Regions from separate parts of the Danio rerio genome. Here region 2 is linked to region 1. Evidence: chromatin contacts called from public Hi-C data. All regions are on one chromosome and are shown on one strand. Each heading gives the region's core, a stretch centred on a gene start, on an enhancer-like site or on the middle of the called end of the contact. The rest is flanking DNA. Distances are from core to core; before and after follow the strand shown.

What was found. Hi-C and Micro-C count contacts between places; a contact is called where the count stands out from the background.
Region 2: a Hi-C map of hematopoietic stem cells shows a contact between it and region 1, with 1.6 times the contacts expected there. The contact joins the promoter of ubald1a here to the promoter of mrtfba in region 1. A contact is called at or near these places in 2 of 18 Hi-C or Micro-C datasets (caudal fin and hematopoietic stem cells).

The regions. Positions count from the first base shown.
Region 1 is chr12:21,648,620-21,651,723 of GRCz12tu, reverse strand. mrtfba (myocardin related transcription factor Ba) reads right to left here and starts at 1,447. Exons shown (of 16, transcript XM_009306704.5): 1 at 1,305-1,447.
Region 2 is chr12:21,803,336-21,806,439 of GRCz12tu, reverse strand. It overlaps ubald1a (UBA-like domain containing 1a), which reads left to right and starts at 1,636. Exons shown (of 4, transcript NM_001002488.1): 1 at 1,636-1,866; 2 at 2,407-2,466. The coding sequence starts at 1,759.

The DNA.
Region 1 (3,104 bases), core at 198-2,697:
CAGTCCATGACTCAGGAAATATATAAAAAACAATTCTCTTATAACAACATCCAACATGCTGTAGTGATGAATAGTGCAGTGACTTAACTTCATATCCAAAGAAAAGAAAGATATCCAAAGATGCCTTTTCAAGCTTAAAAAAAAATCTGTTTTTGAAACTAATGAAGTCAGCAAAATTCAATGACTAATTTTAATTATTTAGTGTGACATGTTACGGTTTCAAAATATTTTAATTATTGAAACAAATTATGCCATGTTTAATGGGAATGTTGTTTTTTACCCAGAGTTTTAAACAGAACTTATTTCAGAGCAGTAATCACAAAACCGTGATACCGCAAAACCGAGATATTTTTACCCAAGTAAGTTATCATACCGTCAGAATCTTATACTGGCCCATGCCTATTTACAACATAAGTATATTTAAGAAACAAAATAAATTTGTTTTATGCAAGTTTTTATTGGCGGGACAGCATGCAATATTATGTAATAATCTCACCAAGAGGACTTTGGACTGAAAAGTCCAAATCATAAAAAAGTGGAAGTGCAAATTACAAAAAAAAAAAAAAAAAAAACACATTTCAAACTTAGTACACATTCTTGGTTTAAATATGAACTTTCTTAAAATGTTTAGATTGAAATAAGTCAAAGGTATATTTTTACAGGTGAATTTGGTTGCTTTGCTTCTAAGATATTCACTTTAAATCAAAATCACAAGAGAGATAATAAATCTCATAACATAATGATTTCAAACATTCATCATTGAAGACAACAAGGTGAAGATGCCAAGAGTGTATAGTCACAATGTTTCTCCTATAAAGTTCAACCTGAAGTTGTCTGAAGACTGCAGATCTGTAAGGATGTTTACTCATTTACAAGCAGTTTCAGTTTCAGCGAGAGTTAATGAGACAAACAGGAAAAACAATAGTTTATCCTCACACAAATGATTAGATCATTCAAGTGCCTTCCTTAGGGCCTATAGTATATGACAATGAAAAATGTGATATGAAAATCCAAGTCTTACCATAAACATCATGTCAGTATTGATCCACACACATCATAACTCAATGTTTATACAGACTCTGTAAGTTAGCATGCTAGTGTGCAACTGTAAACATCCAATATACCGCAATAAACAAGTCATTTATAGATCAACAGAGAATACTAAATCTATATCTGGTAAATTATTTTTATTTCCGCGTGCGTATCTCGAGTGTAGATAGATGACATTCGTGTTTCACATTCAATCCTCACATCAGCAAACAGGCTAGCAGAAGAACTCCAGCGCTACATGTTAAATCTCTTACTGTCATATAATGGTCGCTTCTTGCCCTGTTCCCCACTGCTGCGTCAGGATCGCTCGTCGTAGCCCCTGGGTTTATTGCTCCATAACTGTCCTTTATGTGGTCACCCATGTATCCTGGGGTTGATTCTGTTTTTCTTTGGGACTGAAGTTTTTTTTTTTTGGAGGAAGTAAGATGGCCGCTGCTGGTGTGTTCGTCTGAACTCAGTGACGCAAACAGAGGTGTTAGAGGTCGATCACCATCAGGGGGCGCCATTGATCTGTCTTTTTTGTTTATAGTTTAGTTATTTATGTACATAAACAGCTCTGGGAATAAATAAATAAATAAATAAATAAATAAATAAATAAATAAATAAATAAATACATTTGAAATGTGAAAAAGATTTGCCATTACCGTTTGAACGTTGTTTTGGTTATTTTAAATTAAACACTTGTGTTTTATTTTAAACTCTTCGTAATGTGTCTGCAGAATTTAAAAAAAACATCATACAGTTTATTTATTTATTAGCTGAAAATGCCAATAAGTATTAAAAAATAATTCTAAACAACATTTGTAGTACATATATATATATACTAGGGTTGTCGTGATACCATTAATAAATTTTACGATACAATACCAGCTTAAGTATCATGATACTAAGTAGTATTGCTATACTGTAATTCATAACTTAAATTATAAAGAAATATGTCAGAATATTTTATGTTATAATAGGCCTACTTGAGTTTAATTAATATATTCCCTAAGGCCAAAAAGTATTATTTGCACCCCACTTCAACCAAATTTTATTCATTCTTTTTGTTTATTTTGTAGACAACTAGCCAACAAAAAGTACATTCAAATAATGTTTTCAGATTATATCGAATAAAACTTGTTACAAAAGAGTGTTTTTTCAACAAATTAGGCTTTATGGTGCAAGTGGTCAAAAATAGTTTTAATGTTTTCTGTTGCTATTTTGGGGTTTTTATCTATTTTTATCAGTCTTATGAAGAAACAATCCAAAGCAATTCAAAACTTCACTTTGCGAGTCGTTCTTTTTAAAAAATTGTTGCAGTTGTTGTAGCTATTAAATAATATTAACAGGAACAGAAATAAACTGATTCAGATGTGTGTTCAAACTGAGGAATCAGAAAACGTGCAATAGGCTACCATAAAAGGTGCGAGTTCTACACAGTTTTGCAACCTTAAAGGGCTCCACAGACTATTCACATAAAATGGTTTATTGTTGCACAAACGTGTAAGCATTTTAGGGACTTTTCCACAACATTGCAACATTATCCATTGTAGATAAACCATTAATGATGATACTTCCGTTTACAAACAGTGGCACCGCCAGTTTTTTGGAATCATAGTATCTTGATACTACCATAGCACCAGTAAACCGTGCAACCCTTATATATATACTGTACATATATATTAGAAACCCATGCAAAGGCAGGGAGAACATGCAAACTCCACACAGAAACGCCAACTGAGCAGAGGTTCGACCCAACGACCTTCTTGCTGTGAGGCGACAGCACTACCTACTGCGCCACTGCCTCATAGTTGTTTCTCCATCAGTTATGCGCATTAAAAATTTATGTTACACCTACCCTTGATAAACAATGTTTATTTCATGACTTTAATTTTATGCGTGTTACCATTCTGGTGTTTAGTAGCTGTGTGATTGACACTGAGCACCTTCTATAAACTAATACACTTTTCTGCTAGAGAGAAAAGTTGTTTGTGATGAGCATTAGTTCATTATGTAACATTCACATCACCACCTGCATATGGATGTGTTAACTGTCTATCTGTGTGTGTAAC
Region 2 (3,104 bases), core at 387-2,886, 150 kb before region 1:
GTCATTGTTATTATTATCAATATTATTATCATTATTATTAAAATGATAATAATAATTATTATTATATTTACATTTTTTTCACTTTAAATACATTGTAATTAGCTAAATGTTTTTATTATGTTGTATTTTTTATTATGTTATATTGTGTTATTCTGTTTGTGATTCACATGACAGTTTAGATATTCCACATGTCAGTGCAGCAAATGATAGGTGTCCCAGTCAAAAAGCACTAAAGCAAAAGTACAAAACGCACAAAACTGTAAAATAAATAAATAAACATCATATAAAAAATATCATCAAGCATTCTATTAACAAATTAACATTAGTAAAAAAGGAAATTAAATAAACAAAAATAAATAGGAATAAAACAAATGATTAGAAATAATCAATATAAAATAAAAAACTTTAAAATAAATTACACAGTGTCGATTGAAATTAATATTAAAATGTCAAAATAAACTAAACAACAATACTATAACAAGTAGAACGTTATGTAAAATGTAAACAGATTAAATGCTGGGGCCTAAGTATAATAATAATAATAATAATAATAATAATAATAATAATAATCATAATAATTATAATCATAATCATCGTCACCGTAGTAAGAAGAAACATTATTTTAAATTTAATAACAGTTCAATTGTAATAATTATGATAATTGTAATAATTAAAATTAATACAACATGACAATAATGTTAAATTAAAATGAGGTAAAATAAAATTGTAAACAATAAACCAATAATAGCAATGCGAACAATTGAAAACAATTAATATAATGGCTAAAAAAACATTAAAAAAACTAAATAGTTTTCAAAAACAGACTATTTAGACCCATGGAATATAATATTTTGTCACAGTATAAACTGGGGCTTTATACTTTTAGGATGGGGTTTCCTGACAATATTTGGGGGTCTCAATTTGGACCCCAAAAATTTGGAATCTTAAAGACCACAAAAATTCCCACGATTTAATGTTTTGTTGATGTCGTATTTTAAAGTGATGCTTTTTTCTTTAACATTACGCATTCACGCAAACGAAAGATTCACGCACTGTTGTGAAAATAGAATAAAATAATAATAATAAATATAAAAGCGGCGTCATCTAAAAGTAGTCGCCATATGCTTACTATTAGCAGGGCAAAAGAAATGACTGCGCTAAAAGTACATCGGAGGTCCTCTGTTAAGACGCTAGTGATTTAATTGGTGTTGGAAGATTTGTTTACCATATTTGGGAAGGTAGTGGCATAGCTCGAATGGGAATTGGACGGGAACGACCGTCATTCATAAATTCAGCCCTCTAGAACTTAACAAACAAAGCGTTGCATGACGGGACCTGCAGTTTCGCTGTTTAAAGAGCAACTTCAGCACGCGCCATTGTCATTTCTGTGTAATCTACATATTCCCTCTCTCAGTTTAAGAATCGATCATTTGACATTATATAAACCAAATCGTAATGTGTATATCTACCGCTTCAACATAAACGCCAAACTAGCATAGTGTCATCAGAAACACAACAAACGTGGAATCCCAACGCATACAATTCCCATGATCCCCGCCCCGCTCTGATTGGCTGATTCGCGGTGTCAATCATTCGGCGCTCGTCACACCAGCGCTCCTACAGTAAATATTTGTGTTTGCTCAACCGGCTGTAATGGTGGACGACTGAAAGAGAAAAGCGGAGAGAGGCTAAATCTCGAAAATCCTGTCCCGGGTGAAAACACCAGTGTTCGTGGCTCGGAAACAAGCACCAGCCAAAATGGATGAACTCAAACATCAAGTTATGATCAACCAGTTCGTCCTGACAGCTGGATGTGCCGCAGACCAGGCGAAACAGCTTTTGCAAGCGGCACATTGGCAGTTTGAGGTAAGCGCAGCGGAGAGCACACTATGCATGCCTACGCCAGTGCATTGTTTATGTGGTGCACTGCATAGCACACATATGCATATGTGTCATTCTGTATTATCAGAGTGATAACAATGACCCAAACGTGTTTTAGTGTCCTCACTGAGCGTTTTTTAAATATAATAATTGCCTTTGCATGTGCTTTGTTGTTTGAAAAACTACACCTTTATAGTATAAAAATTGCAAAAAGCTCAACAGACAGGCTACTATCCAATTAGAGTTTACTCCAGATTAAATACTATAATCCGTCCACATGACACACTGTACTAGCTTCCCATGCTATTATGCAATGAAGATGACCGCTGACAGATTACACTCAAAGAGCTCAACACTGATACAATGTTGTGCTTTCGTTTCTCGTTTGGATCAGGATAAATCCTACAGCCATTCCCAAATAAGCGAACCCCTACTGTTCCCCAGTCTAGCGTGATGTTAAAATAGCCTGTAATTATTATAATACGGCATGTGAAGTAATGTTGTGTTCTGATCTTTCACTCACAGACAGCCCTCAGTGCCTTCTTTCAAGAGACAAATATCCCTTATGGTCACCATCATCAAATGGTGAGTAGGCTTACTGTTCGTAAGTGTTTGATTTATTAAATGTAACTTTTTTTTCTATACATGTGTTTGTTATATTGAGTGTACGTGCTCAGTTTATGCCGTGGCTGAAACAATAACAATGTAAAGCTGTAGCCATAGTGTCGGCCATGTTGCGGAGAGACGGGACTTCCAGAAATAAACACACACACACACACACACACACACACACACACAAGCTGTGTTCTGTGTTATTACTGTAGTGTGCCGAGGTAGGCAGTATTTCAGTGTTGCAGCATAAATGAAATGAAATAATGGCCGCAAGGTTAAAGTATCACGGATGTGGTTTTTCATCGGTCAAACAATCCAAATCAATGTCTTCCTGAGCAGAGGACTAGTGTTTAATTCCTTGATGATAAAGAAACATAAGCTATGTGCATATATTAGTAATAATAATGTAGTTCTGGAATATCTCATTGTCAGTTATCTGAATGTTTTCGTGTACAGCTTGTTTATTAAGAAACTGTTAATGATGATACATTATGTATTAAATACCAATGTTAACATTTAAGCCAGTGCTGCTGGCATGGCATTTAAATACAGTGCTCAGCATATATAAGTACACCCTTACAAATCTATCTTTTAAATTATTATGTTTAATA